Linked DNA regions of Capsicum annuum: region 1 is linked to region 2. The links are chromatin contacts, called in public Hi-C maps. All regions are on one chromosome and are shown on one strand. Each heading gives the region's core, a stretch centred on a gene start, on an enhancer-like site or on the middle of the called end of the contact. The rest is flanking DNA. Distances are from core to core; before and after follow the strand shown.

Region 1 (7,645 bases), core at 2,920-5,419, 520 kb before region 2:
AGGAAACTATGAACGAGAAGCTTTGTTATGGAGGAAAACTTCTTGGATTGGATAGTTTTTTTTGGATAGTTACAAATGTCTAATGTCATTCCTATTTATACTTGTGTAGGGATGGTTCTAAAAAATCTTCAAGATAAGTCTTTAAGAAAAATCTAATGACCTTTATCTTCTATCACAACTCTAGAGTATCTAGATCATTCTATAAGATACTTATTCAAGACACAACATAAGGACATTCTAAAAGAACCTATGATATTCAGTCACTAGACTATTGTAGAAACTTAACCAGAAATCTATGATTCCAAAAAATTTACTTTAATATTTTCACACTTTCCTTAAAGTGATTTTTTGAAAGTTACTCGCGGAAGAACTCAAACGAAATTTTGAACCACGTCTTATTAAAAATCTTAGCAGTTCTTGCGTGAATCCCCTTTCTTCTTCAAATGATAAAGATTTTCCATTACTGATCGGCTCTGCGAAGAAACAAGAATATGCATGTATTGACAAAATTTTCATCTTTGTAGCGGATTGACTTAGCAATAGTCCTTTTTGGCCTTTGCGAACCATATGAATCATCATCTTGTTGAGTTTTATGATATTGGATTCTCAAGCTCCCTCTTTCTCTGAACTCCTTCACGCCTTCAATATCTGGAGTCACACATGTGATGGAAAAATTTAAAGTTTTAGGATTTAAGATTTTAGATCATTAATTTTTTGTGAATCCTCAGTATTATAACAAGATCCATCACTAGATTCCATTTCTAGCTCTCTAGTCATATTGTATGACTCTCCATCTGAAATTGAGGCTTTACTTTCAAATTCATCGTTCATTAGATTTTTAGCTTTTTCATCAATTTTTAATATTTGATCTGAACCAGCGACTGACCTTGATTCGACATATAATTGACTAGGGACTTTAACTTCCATTATATCTTCCTTAATGCTTTCTCCGATAAAGTCATCACTAACATATTGATTTTCAAACACTGTCTTCTTAGAATCTACTTCAATATCTTTCACATTCAAATTTTTATGTCTAATTCGGGATCTACTTCTTTGATTTCTTCGATAGCAGCTTTCATGTCTCCAGTCTGAACGTCTTCAACTTTTTCTTGCTTCTTATTAGTGTTTTCCTTCTTTCTATAATGGATTGCATTATCTTCGATCCGATCTCTTTTCAAATTTATGCAAGCCAAAGCATTTATTGCTCAACTCTCAACTCCTAAGCATTTTTCTCAGCCTTTTTCTTCTTCAATAACTTTTTTAATATGAGTCATATTGCTCTACGTGGCTTGGCAATATCTTCTTATATGTCCTGCTTTGCCACACCAATAACATCTAAGAGGTTTTTTACAATTCTTAAAAGTATCTTCCTTCTTTTCAAATGAGCTTGAACCACCTGAGAATCGAGAATGAAGTATATCTCTTATTTTTTCTTTAACGTTCCTCTTGTCAGCTATAATAGCATTTTCTTTCTTTTGTTTGACAAATTCACCAACCAATTGTTTGGCTAGTAACTCCCGGGACGACAACAAATTCTTACATTCCTCCAGGGATAGTTGTTTAGCCCATCCCTGAATTGATGTCTCAAAGGGAATATATTCTAATTTCAAACCATGAATGATAATTCTTCTCATTCGTGCTTCAGAAATAGTCTCGTCCGTATTCAATAAAGAAATTTCAGAACATAATTTATTAATCTTTAAAAAGTACTCGAAAATAGAAAGATTACCTTGCTTGGCGTTATCCAATTCATTCTTCAATATCTGTACCCGAGCTTCATTCTTCTTGTTGAATAACTAATCGAGGGTCCTCCATATTTCATTGGTTGATTTGCACCTTATAATATGATTGAATAAACTGGAGGAGATGGGTCTCTTCAGAATGAAATCCGTCTTTGTATTAATTTGCTTCTACTTCTTGTGTGAGCTACTATTCTCTGGTCCATCGTCCGGAAAACTTGTGTTCCCGTTAACAACATCCCACAAATTCTCGCTTATCACAAGTATGATTCCATACATATGATCCATACCTTGTAATTGGATTGATTCAACAACTCCATTTTCAGTCTATTAACACGATCGCCTAAATCTATTCACATAAATTAGTTGAATCGACCACAACCCTGATCTTGAAATAAAGACAAGTCAATCTATGACTTTGGCTCTGGTACAATGTAGAGAATAGCAGAAGAAAGATATAGTTGGAGAGACCTTTTGCTAGATCAAGATCGTTAACTAAGATCAGAAGATTAAACTAAAGAAGAAGAAGATATGAAAGAGAAACTTTGTTATTGAGGAAGACTTCTTGGATTAAATTTTTTTTTTCGGTTGGTTACAAATGCCTAATGTCATCCCTATTTATGCTTGTGTAGGATGGTTCTAAAAAATCTTCTAGATAATTCTTCAAGAAAAATCTAATGACCTTTATTTTCTATCACAACTGTAGAGTATCTAGATCATTCTACAAGATACTTATTCAAGACACAACATTAGGACATTCTATAAGAACCTATGATATTCAATCACTAGACTCTAGAAACTTAACTAGAAATCTATGATTCCAAAATATTTACTTTAATATTTTCACATCTTCTCCAAACCCTACTAATACAATATTTTATACATCAGACTATCCTTTTTACTACTATATTCTTTTGGTATATGGGACTACTGGAGCAACGGTAAAGTAATATCCGTCTGGCCTATAGGTTTCGAATTCGAGCCATTGAAGCTACCACTAATGTTCCCGTTACAATAAGTTGTCTACATCACACTCTTTGGATGCGACATTTTCCCGAACTCTATTAACACTCACTAGACTATTCTAGAAACTTAACTAGAAATCTATGATTCCAAAAAATCTACTTTAATATTTTTACATCTTCTCCACACCCTGCTAATACAATATTTTATACATCAGACTATCCTTTTTACTACTATATTCTTTTGGTATATGGGAATCCTCGAGCAATGGTAAAGTAATATCCGTCTGGCCTATAGGTTTTGGATTCGAGCAGGGGTAGGTCTATGTTGAAGTGAGGGCCCAAACCCCCTCAACCAAAAAATTACATTATATATACATAAGTCAAATTTTGAATTATACGGCTATAATGGCTTTAATGAACCCTTTCTACATAACTGTAAGGCATAGCTCAATGGTTAAGGGGGTTCACTTTAATGCTAAAGTCGCAGGTTCGATTCCTCCTTGGAGCTGTTGTTTTAGTTTTGTGAAAGTTTTTCCTCCTCCTCACACCTAGCTTGGGCCCTTTTCACTCTAATTGACAATTGGGCCTGATTAATACAAATTAGTTAGCCCATTTAATTCATTTGTGTGTATGTAATATTTTAAGACTTATTTTTTTTTTTTAAGGATAAATATTGGGTCTAAAATATTTTGTATAAAATTTTTACTTAGTTGGAACGAAAAGTATTTCAATGTAATATTTTTTGATGCTCTCAGTACTAGTTTAAAATTATAGCTAAATTTATATAATTTTCAATTCCCCCTCCAAAAATAAAAAACATACTATGCATATCTCTTTTTATACATTTTATGCCACATTTGTTCAAAATAATTTCATCTATTTGACTAGTTTTATATAGTTTACAAAAAAATTGGATTTCTCAACTTTTTCATATTATATTATCGAATTACATAGTTCGTTTTTTTGAATTATAATTTACATTCAACATGTTAATATTGAAGTTGTTCAATAATTTTTATTTTTATTTTGAAGTACTAAATATATATTATAATATAATAATTCAATACTTACACATTTTTAAGAACCTTATTTTTTTTGTAGAGGTTTAATTTAAAAAAGAAAAATTAAAAAATAAAATCAAACTGCGAAAGTAAGAAAAAGTTATGAGGGCATGATAAGGAAGGTTAAAGTTTAGCGGATATCTACTTTGTTTTTATAATGTAGTTTTTTATACGCTTACTTCTTTATATATCGAACCCCCTGAACAAAAATCCTAGATCCGCCACTGGATTCGAGCCACCGAAGCTACCACTAATGTTACCGTTACAATAAGTTGTCTGCATCACACTCTTTGGATGCGACATTTTTCTGAACTCTATTAACACAGAATATTTTATGCCCCGAACTGTCATTTTAATTATATTCTTTTGGCTCTTCTAATCTCAAGAAAGTCAGCAGGGGATTCCTCTCCTCTATATAAGTAGAATAAAAGCTGCCAAGTTAATAAACAACAATATATCTTCTTTTATTATCTCAGAGAAATGGAGAAGAATGTTGAGATGGATGAGATAAAGATGAATAAAGCAACTGAAATTGATGAGCAAAAATGGGTGTATGACTCTTCTGTTGATTACAAAGGCAGAGTTCCTCTCAGAGCTTCAACTGGTGGTTGGAAAGCATCTTTCTTGATTATTGGTAAGAAAAATACATCTAAGAAATGTCACAAACACATAAAAGTCTCCATTTTTTCTTTAAATTTCAATGATCAAGAATAAAATGTATACAAATTCTGTTTCGTTGTGCAAAATTTTGTCCTAAGTTACAAGGCTAAAGTAAGTATTAAAAGAACTGGTAAAAGTTATTACATATGTATTTATCTTACCTTCACTGATAGCACTGGCGAAAGAATTTTTTATGAGGGGTTCAAAATATGTAGTAGTAAACATACAAAAAAGTCAAAGAAAGTTCAACATATAGTATATCCATAAAATATAATTTAACCAGGTATGAATAGTGTAATTTTTCATTGAAGAGGGTTTGAATGAAACCCCTCGACTCTACTTATCTGTCAATGTACTAATTTCTCTTGTTAAGGTTGTTACCTTTATTTACCTTTTATCTGACTTGATTGTGTAGCAATATTTTACGAAGGTTTTAAAAATCTGGCTGATGTTTGATCTTTAATGGAAAAAAGCAATTTCCATTAGTAAGGCAAGTGCATGTGAAGCACTCAAGATGCGCTTACTATAAGAAATCTTCTCCTATAATATGCCTTACAATCTTTTTTTGGTTCAACTCAATCCCTTCAACAGAAAATATGACATATTCTGGGAATTTCATGATATTTCCTAACGTTGTTGCATTGATTTGTTTTTTTCTGTTAAGCTCTTTCGCATACTCAGATGAATTTAACTTCTATACATCAACAGTGTAAAAGTTGTTTATAATTACATGTGGTAACTTGAACAATAAGACAAATAAATTGCACTTCTATTAAGTTAAATCCGACTCCGTCCATTTCAATTGGTTTATATGGTTTTGACTTAACACAAAGTTCAAGAAAGTAAAAAAAACTTTTCAATATTATAATCTTGAATTAAAAAAATATTAAATATACCAAAATATCTTTTAATTTTAAGATCTTAAATATGTTATACTCCCTTCGTTTAAAAAATAATTACCCACTTTCCTTTTTAGTCCGCTTAAAAAAGAATGATCCCTTTCATTTTTTTTGCAATACTTTAATTTCAACTTTTCACATGGCATGTTTAGGAACACAAAATTAAAGGACATTTTGATACATTTGACACAACTTTAATGTAAGGCCACAAGATTCAAAATCTTCTTTATTTTATTAAATTTTATGCCAAGTTAAAGTAGGTCATCCTTTTTTTTTTGAAACGGAGGGAGTATAAAAAATTAGAATTGAAGAATTCACAAAAAGAAATATTCTTTTTTAAAACGAATGAAAATAAAAAGTAACACAAATAAATTAAAACGGAGGAAATACTAAGACCCCGTTTGACCATGAAAATCATAATTTTCCGGAGTTGAAGTTGGAGTTATAGTTGTATTTGACCATGAATATAAATTTGAGTTATTTTTGAAATTTCGTGAGAGAAGTAGGAGTGAAAAAAGTTTTAGTTGTTTTCATTTTTTCAAATACAATTTGGAATTCTCATGGTCAAACACAACACATAATATTTTTATTTTTCACTAAAGTAAAAACTTTTTACAAAAAAAGTAAATAATTTTTATGGTCAAACGGCTACTGAATTAGTCTCCCCAACCCATAAACCTTGATTAGTCAGTGGAATAACACCCTTTTGAGAAAAAAATCCTGTTTAATGAGAGCCACTAAAAAAAATTCTTTGATCACTTTTGGGACACTGTAGACTGTAGTTATCAAGAAATACACTTTTTTGATAACTTGATCAAAGTTTGGTAAGTCATTGGTTCTCTGTTAACATCCTTTCCTTTATTCTGAGGTTGATTGACTAAGTGAAAAGAAATTTATGATCACTAAAATATCACAAAAACTATGTTCACAGCATTAGTTCCAAAGCATGATTCCACTTGCTACTGCAATTGTCCTAGATTCCATTCCCTAGTGGCCTAAAACCTAAGACAAGTAATACATAAGAAGCAACCATTTTATTCTCTCTCTATATTCATATTAAATATCATATCTTATAAGTGAAAAAGCAAAACTAATGCCACTAAATATAGCTTTATGAAAAAGTTAATTACCACCATAATCAACCGCAATTATATGTGATTTGACTTGGTTAAATATTATGGAAGAGTCGACTGCATCTTCCAGATGATGATATTGGTAAACAATCAAATATGATACTTGGTCTCAACAACGACAACAATAAAATAGCAGTACAATCCTACCAGTTAGTCTGTGGAGGTAGTATATAGTATGCAATCTTACCCCAATCTTATAAAGGTAAAGAGGTTGTCTCCGATAAACCCTTGGCTCAAGTGAAGCATAATCAAAAGGACAAGTTAGTAAATAATCAAATATGATACTTGGGCCTAAGGGTCAATAAGTTCGTAGATTTTGTCACATCTTTCCATTATGTAGGCCAATTATCCTGTCGTTTGTGTTTGAATTCCTTTTGCATCTGCTTCGTTCTGTCAGTTCCATAAATTTTTTCATTACCTTTGGCGCGTGTGTAAACAAGTTGCGCTACCAACTGAGCTATAGCCCTCAGGTTCTGTATTATATGTAAGTGGAGAAAACTTATGAGTTGTGCTTGAATGTTACAGCAATTGAATTTAGTGAGAGGTTGAGTTACTTTGGAATAGCTACAAGTTTGATCATATACCTAACAAAGGTAATTCATCAAGACCTCAAAACTGCAGCGAAAAGTGTTAACTACTGGACAGGAGTCACCACTTTGATGCCACTGCTAGGAGGATTTGTGGCTGATGCATACTTGGGCAGATTTTACACAGTTCTTGCTTCAACTATTGTCTACCTCCTGGTAATCACAGTTCTTCAGTGATCACATTTTGAGATATTCGTATATACTAAATAGACTACAACAAGTGCCACTAGAATTAGTAACGTAAGGCCTGGTCCTCCTTACTTGTACTTTCCTGTTTGCGATCTTTTATTAGTCCATTAATGAAAGTCCACTTAAAAAACTTGTTTGCTACTTCCTCTGTTCCATTTTATACAACACTTTTCGTTTTAGTCTATTCCAAAAAATGGACACCTTCCTATTTTTAGGAACTTTTTAATTTTGAACTTCTAGTTTTATCCTTAATAACATGTTCTTATAGCCGTACAAATGCCATGACATGTTCAAGATGACAAGTTCTAAGGGTGGTTTAGGTATCCGTCCAAAGTCGGTCTTTCCTTCTAAAATTTCGTGTTCAGTAAAATACTGACGTATAAATGAAACGGAGGAACAACATTTTATT
Region 2 (7,516 bases), core at 2,770-5,269:
TATGTTTTATAACTGGAGAAAACACATCTATAAAGTTAATACCTGGAACCTGACGGTAACTTTTAGCAACTAGTCTTGCTTTGTACCTAGATCTTCAACTCTCGATGTTCCTTTTTTTTAATACCCACTTGTAGCACACAGCTTTCTTATCTTTAGGCAATCTCACCAGATCCTATGTGCCATTTTTATGAAGTGATTCCATCTCCTCTTGCATAGCAATCATCCATCGGCCAGAATCATTACAACTAACTGCATCTGAGTAAGAAGAAGGATCTTCATCGAAATCAATACCTTCTGCTATACTCAATGCATAAGCAACAAAATTATCTTCAACATACTTCTGAAGAGGTCTAATATCCTTTTTAGGCCTGTGTTTAGCAATAGAATATTGTGGCACCACTAATGGTGAAGAAGAAATAGTATCACTTTGTATCTCTGGGTAGATTGAAAAGTAGGCACTGGTGTAGACTCTGCTCCAATCTGCAATTCAACATGGGTGCTTGAATTTTGCTGACTCATATCACTAAGCTCATCTGGGGGCGAAGCACTAGATTCGAAGAAAGCCTGAAGCATGGTAGTTTTATCAAACACAACATCCCTGCTAATTATAACCTTTTTGCTTTTTGGACACCAAAGGTTATAACCTTTAACACTAGGGTTATAACCCATAAATAAGCACTTGACAGAGCTAGGTTCCAACTTTCCATTATCAAAATAAGCATACGCAAGACATCTAAATATCCTCAAATCAGAATAGCTAGCAGGAGTACTAGACCATATATCTTATGGAGTCTTTTTATCAATCACGACTGAGAGAGAGTGGTTAATAAGAAGACAAGTTGTGGAAGCAGCTTAAGCCCAAAAAGACGGGTAAACCAGCATTAGAGAGAATAGAATGCACCTTCTCCATTATAGTCCTATTCATTCGTTTAGCCACACCATTCTACTGCGGAGTTTGATGAACTGTCAAGTGCCTCACAATTTCTTCCAACTTGCATAGAGCATTAAATTCATTATAACAGAACTCTAGACCATTATCAGTCCGAAGGCGTTTTACCTACTTCCCTGTTTATTTTTCAATCATAATCTTCCACTCCTTGAAAACAGGTAACACATCATTCTTTTGCTTCAGGAAGAACACCCAAACTTTTCTGAAATAGTCATCAATAATAGTCAATAAGTAATTCGCACCTCCTCTAGAAGGTACTCTAGAAGGACCCCAAGGATCTGAATAAATGTAATTCAATGTGCCCTTAGCTGAATGGATGGCTTTAATGAATCTAACTCTCTTCTGCTTCCCAAAAATGCAGTGCTCACAGAACTCCAATTTGGTTATACTCTGTCTATCAAGAACTCTTCTCCTATTTTGTTCAGCCATCCCATTTTTACTCATATGCCCCAGGCGAATATGCCAAAGTTTAGTAGCATCACTTTCTGATAGAAAAGAGGTAGAAATAGTTGCATCACCTATAATAGTAGAGCATTACAGGACATAAAAATTTGCAGACTTTCTATGTCGCTTCATCACAACAAGAGCACCTTTAGTAACCTTTAGGACTCCACCTTCATCAGTGTACCTATAACCATTCGAATCAAGGGTACTCAAGGAAATAAGATTTCTCTTCAGGTCTGGGACATACCGCATATTACCAAGTGTCCTCACAACCCCATCAAATATTTTGATCCAGATTATTCCAATACCAGCTATCTTATAAGGTGTGTTATTTCCCATTAACACAGCACCTTTAGAGATTGTTTCATATATTGTAAACCAATCCCGATTACGACACATATGAAATGTACAAGTTAAATCAAGAATCAAATCCTCACACGGTTTAGAGTTACCATCAGAAACTCCTAAGTGTTCTCCATCACTATCGCCATGTTCCACAAAACTGGCTTCACCGAACTTCTCTGGTTGGTTTTTCTTCAATTTTGGACCTTCTCTTTTCTCTCTATTCTAGAGCTTCCAACACTCAGTTTTGATATGGCCCTTCTTCTTGCAGTAATTATAGATTTTGTTTCTATTTTTGGATTTGGAGCTAAACCTATCATCACCCCCATAATTCCTCTCACGAATCCTTCCTCGACAATAAGACCATCTCCTTGAGTCTTCGATCCATTCACAAGATGTTTCATCTTCTCCTAAGAGAATAACGCATCATAGACTTTATCAATCGTCAGGATATCACGACTATATAAAATTATATCCCTAAATATCTTGAATGATGCAGGCATCGAACACAACAAAATTAACCCTAGATTTTCTTCATCATACTTAACCTCTTGAGTCTTTAAATCAGAGACGATTTCCTTAAATACAGATAGGTGATCCTTCAAGGACGCACCCAAGGACATACGATGGGAATAAAGTCGTTACTTAAGATGCAACTTACTTGTTAGGATCTTTGTCATACATAACGGTTCCAGTTTCAACCACAACACAGCGGTTGTGGTCACCTTTAAAACATCATGTAGAATCTGATGGGATAAATGAAGGCGGATCTAAGATAGAGCCTTTCGATCCTTACGTCATTTGTCGTCGTCTGTCCATGATGAGGGCATCTTCTCAAACCCTAATAAAGCACCGTCCAAATCTATCTGCGCGAGCACAACCCGCATCTTAACTTGTTAGAACAAAAATCTGGTATTGCAATCCAACAACAGAATATCATACTTCATGGTTGCCATCCCCGAGAAAACAATCGAACTAGCTTTGATACCAGTTTGTTAGAATCAGGCAGAATTAAGCAAACCACAAGTAAAAGAAAAACTAGAACAACATGCAGATTTACGTGGAAACCCTTACGGGGAAAAACATGGGCAGAGGCAGAAGAATTTCACTATAAAAGGTGAGGAGTACAATGTGAAAAATGTGCGTATTTTCAGAATACCCAAAACAACCCACTAAATGCACTTATATAATACGTGCATACAAGTAAGTCCTAGGCCCAAAAACATAAGGTGCAACCCAGAAAATCACAAACATGGGTCGCACCACAGACCCTATTAAAAATCACAAACATGGATCGCACCACGAAATTTTCTGGGCCGGATTAACAAAATTCGAGTCATGAATTTAACAATTTGTTTCTCGAGTTATAAACAATTTTAACGTTAGAGCAGAATCGTTTAAGGGGCAGTTGCAACGAGGAAGAGTAAGATACTAAGGAGTTAGTCCTTTTGATTAGAGATTGTAAACTAAAATTGTTTGAATTTTTAGTAAAAACTGTGATAAATTCTACAAAGGTAGGTAATGATTTTTTATTTCTTTCAACAACAACAACGACAACAAATCCAGTATATTGTCATATAGTGAAATCTGAAGAGGGTAGAGTGTAAACAATCCATACTACTATCTCTAATGAGGGATTTTTTACCTCTTTAAACAAGAAATTTTTTTATGATAAAATTTCTTGTGTTAAATATATTTCACACTTAACTTCTTATTTAGTTGTCTAGAAAATCTAGTTTTGAATACGTAATTATTTATACTTTTTAAATTTTAAATTGTTAAATTCTATTGAACACTTAATCACGATTGAACCCCTTTCAATGGTCTATTTGTAACCAAATTAAAAACATAGATAATATTAAAAAGACGTTTGTGTGTTCATTTCGCAATTGGCAGTGCCTCTACCTATTTGCAGGTTTGCTCTGAAGTGCACATTCCACAACTACCCCCTAATCTCTATATGAGTGAGTGTAACAGTGTTTTCTCTCGACCTAGGTGATTTGATTGTCTTTGCTTTCTTTTCTCTCACTCTCTAGTAAAGAGAATTTTGAACTAATTCGTAAAATTATTATAATGTGATAAAAAATTATGTGTTTAAATTTTAAAAATAATCTTTGATAAAATATAAAATAAAGTTATGTATAATAATTTTTTTATAATCAAATTGTTTTCAAAATTTTACGTATAACAAGAATTTTAGTGCGTCGGCTGCTCTTTTTCTCTCTCTCCTTCACCTCACCTCAGAACTGATAGATATCAGTATATATATTGTCATAATCCTAATACCAATAATAACACACTAGCTATAGCCTTTCACTTCATCCAATCACACCCACATCTCTTCACTACTACTGTTCTTGATTTTCACTCCTCCTCTTTCCTCTTTATACTATCCTTTCATCTTCTTCCTTCTTTATTTTTTATTTTTTATAAAAGTAGTGTCTTGTTATCTTTCTTTTGCTTTGTTTAATTAAATGGCTGAAGGATTTGAACCATACCATGTCCCACAACAAAGTAGAAGAGATAAGCTTAGAGTTTTACTTGATGATAATAATAGTAATAGTAGTAGTTTACAACTTCAAAATTGTCAAGTCCCTCTTTATGATCCATCTATTGTATTACCTTCAGATTTGTCAATTTTTCAAGAAATTAATGTCAACCCTTTTCTCTATACACCTCAAATTCCAAGGTTTCTTGATCAGTCAGTAACTATAGCTCACAATAATAATAGTAATAGTAACACAAATGGTCAAGGTAATTTATCTCTGTCTTTGTCATCTCTTCATCATGCTAGTAGTAGTACTGCTAATACTAATGATTTGTCATCGAAGAGTATTACTACAACTACTAATTGTGTCCCGTTAGGACCTTTTACGGGGTACTCTTTAATTTTGAAGAGATCAAAGTTCTTGAAGCCTGCACAAATTTTGTTGGAAGAATTGTGTGATGTTGGCAAGGAATTTTATGTTGTTGATGATGATGATTCTACTTTGGTGATGCATCCTCCACAAGCTTGTAGTAATGGAGATGAACAATTTGGGAAGAAGAAAACCAGGTTAATTTCAATGCTCGATGAGGTACCTTTTACTTAATAATTTTGTACATATAGTTATGTGACTTCTTAACATTGGCATTTCAAAATTCATCTTTTTGTCTCTTTTTTTTATATGCCGTAATCGTTTTAAAAGTCAACTAATTTTGATGTCCATTAAAGCGGAATTGCTTTTTTTTTTTTTTTTTTGGTTTCAAAATTCGAACTTGAGAGTTCTAATAAGTGTGAAGAACTTTTATCTATCCACTATAATTTTTATGATGATACTTTTGTAAAATATAACTGAATTAGGAGTGTAATGTTCACATTTTCGAAGGGAAGTCTTGGAGCTACCTAAAATTGTGATCTAGAGGTTACATTTTTGTGCTGTGGAAGTAGTCACTAGTTAATGTTTGCATTAAGATAAATTATCTATACAAACCTTCTTACCATGAGGCTCTTCCCCAAATTTTGTGTGAATGAAAAATATTTTGTGGATCGAATTTTTTTGTTTGTTAATGTTCACATTTTCTTGCTTGGTTCTTTTTCTGTTTGATGAAAAAATGATTTTTACTAATGTTTGGTAGGGTGGAGAGTTAGGTTGTTTCTGCATCAATGTAGAACCACATATTTTCTCCATTGACTTTGCTTGCATTTACTCGTGTCTTTTTGGCAAGTTAAAAGTGTAGCAATCATCATTTTGCAAGTACATTAATATTTGTGGAATATTTCACGTAAATTGGTGATTTAATTGTATATTTGTACAATTTTAATATTTTTTTCAAGTGTAATTTGTTTTTAAGGATAATATTAATTCTTTAATTCTCTTTTTACAAATACCACTTATTTATTACTATTATCTTTAAATTCAACCAAATATTTTCCAATTGCATAACTTTCACCCAAAATACTACTTTTGCACTTTTATCTTGTGATTCTATCCAGCTGTTTTCTATGAAATCTCCAATACTTTTTCCTTTCACTAGCATATATATGTAAAATTTAAATTTTATATTTAAAAGAAGAAGATTCTTTAAAGTAATCAGTTTAGGAGTTATCTTTAAATGACCGTACAAGAATGCACTATGAGATTTTTTGGTATTATTCTCTATCAAAGGCACTATAATTACAGTGTTGTAGTTTTCAAAATAACTAATTAAATGTACATGCTTTATACGTGTTTTATGTCAAGCTATAGGTAAAGTATTAATATCTTGATCGTCTTCTACGTTGAACTATCACATCACGGATAATAACAAAAATAATAGATAGTAATAGATCAGAAATTACAATAAAATAAATTGATTAAACCTAACTTTTATACAAAAAAATTCTCAAAGTTTAATCGAATATTCATCTATAACTGTAAACTCAACAAAACAATACGATAATCGAGATATCATAACAATGCGATTAAACCTTAAGAAAAATCCTTAAAGCCTGACCAAACGTTAATCTATCACTTAAAAAAATAACAAATAGTAACAAAATAAAAAATACAATATTCACGAATATTATAACAATATCATCAAACCTAACCTTAATACAGCTTTCTCAACATCCGACAAATATTCATCTACAACATAGACTTAAACATAATAAAAATTACAACAAAACAATACGATAATCGAGATATTAGAACAATACGTTACACCTAACCTTTTGTGATTATAGATGGCACCTTTAGAGCTCGTAAAGAAAAGTTATTAGAATATCTTTGTCAATAAATTTTATAATGTGATGTTATTATATTATTGTAGAAAAAAAAACTTCTCCAATACCTTTTCCTACCAAAAAAAAGATCATCTAAATATGAAAAAAAATTATTTTTACACTGCGAAATGGAAAAAAATTATTCATGATATCAAATTAATATTACAACACAACTTTAGGAAATTGAAATTCTTTTCCTCAAAAATTTTAAAACGTCTTTTTATTTTTTTTCTTAAAAAATTAAAACAACTTTTTTTTTAGATGTTTAGGGTAATTTTTTATTTTTGTGTTTTCTAAAAAATAAAAAATTAAAAGATATTTTTTTTAACCATATATTATAAGAATTCTTAATTTTAAATATAATGATATAATAATTGAAGAAAAATAGTAAAAAGACGATGCACAAACTTTTAATGATTAAATCACTTTTTTAAAGATTTTTACACTTTTAATATATTGTAGATGTAGATGTAGATAATCTAAGGATAAAATAAGAAATAATAATTTATTATTTTAAATTTTTAAAATAATAAATAATTTGAGATGATTATTTCTAAAATTGTACTTCTTACGTCCTAATTAATAACATGACTAGTTTATCATAGTACCTCTATTAAATGATGTTTACATTTTAATTTGAAAAAAAATAATTAATGCAAAGCGTAAAATATGAAAAAAAAAATTATCTCTTTTTGATTTGTGCAAAATAATAAGTAAAATGAAAAATTAAATTATAAAATTTGAGACAGGTAAATTAGAACGGAAGCAGTAACATATAAATTTAGATGGAAGAAGTAATACTTGGATCAGATTTATGGCTTGTCTTATTGTATTAAAGGTTACATAGGCTAGATGCCTATGTCTATATAGGCGTACAGGTTCTTATAAATCACCAAGTTAGCTTTTTGGAAAAGGTGATTTAGGGAATATATGCACTAAAATTGGAGCCTTAATTAAAGTGTCCTACTCAATTATGGATAAGAATTCTAATCCTGCGTCTTTTTTCAGTTTATGCGATGTAATATAATTTGATATGA

What was found. Hi-C and Micro-C count contacts between places; a contact is called where the count stands out from the background.
Region 1: a Hi-C map of placenta shows a contact between it and region 2, with 4 times the contacts expected there. The contact joins the promoter of LOC107854204 here to the promoter of LOC107854200 in region 2. A contact is called at or near these places in 2 of 5 Hi-C or Micro-C datasets (leaf and placenta).

The regions. Positions count from the first base shown.
Region 1 is chr9:42,192,098-42,199,742 of UCD10Xv1.1, reverse strand. LOC107854204 (protein NRT1/ PTR FAMILY 5.6) reads left to right here and starts at 4,169. Exons shown (of 4, transcript XM_016699208.2): 1 at 4,169-4,402; 2 at 6,986-7,203. The coding sequence starts at 4,249.
Region 2 is chr9:41,668,159-41,675,674 of UCD10Xv1.1, reverse strand. LOC107854200 (BEL1-like homeodomain protein 9) reads left to right here and starts at 4,019. Exons shown (of 4, transcript XM_016699204.2): 1 at 4,019-4,812. The coding sequence starts at 4,210.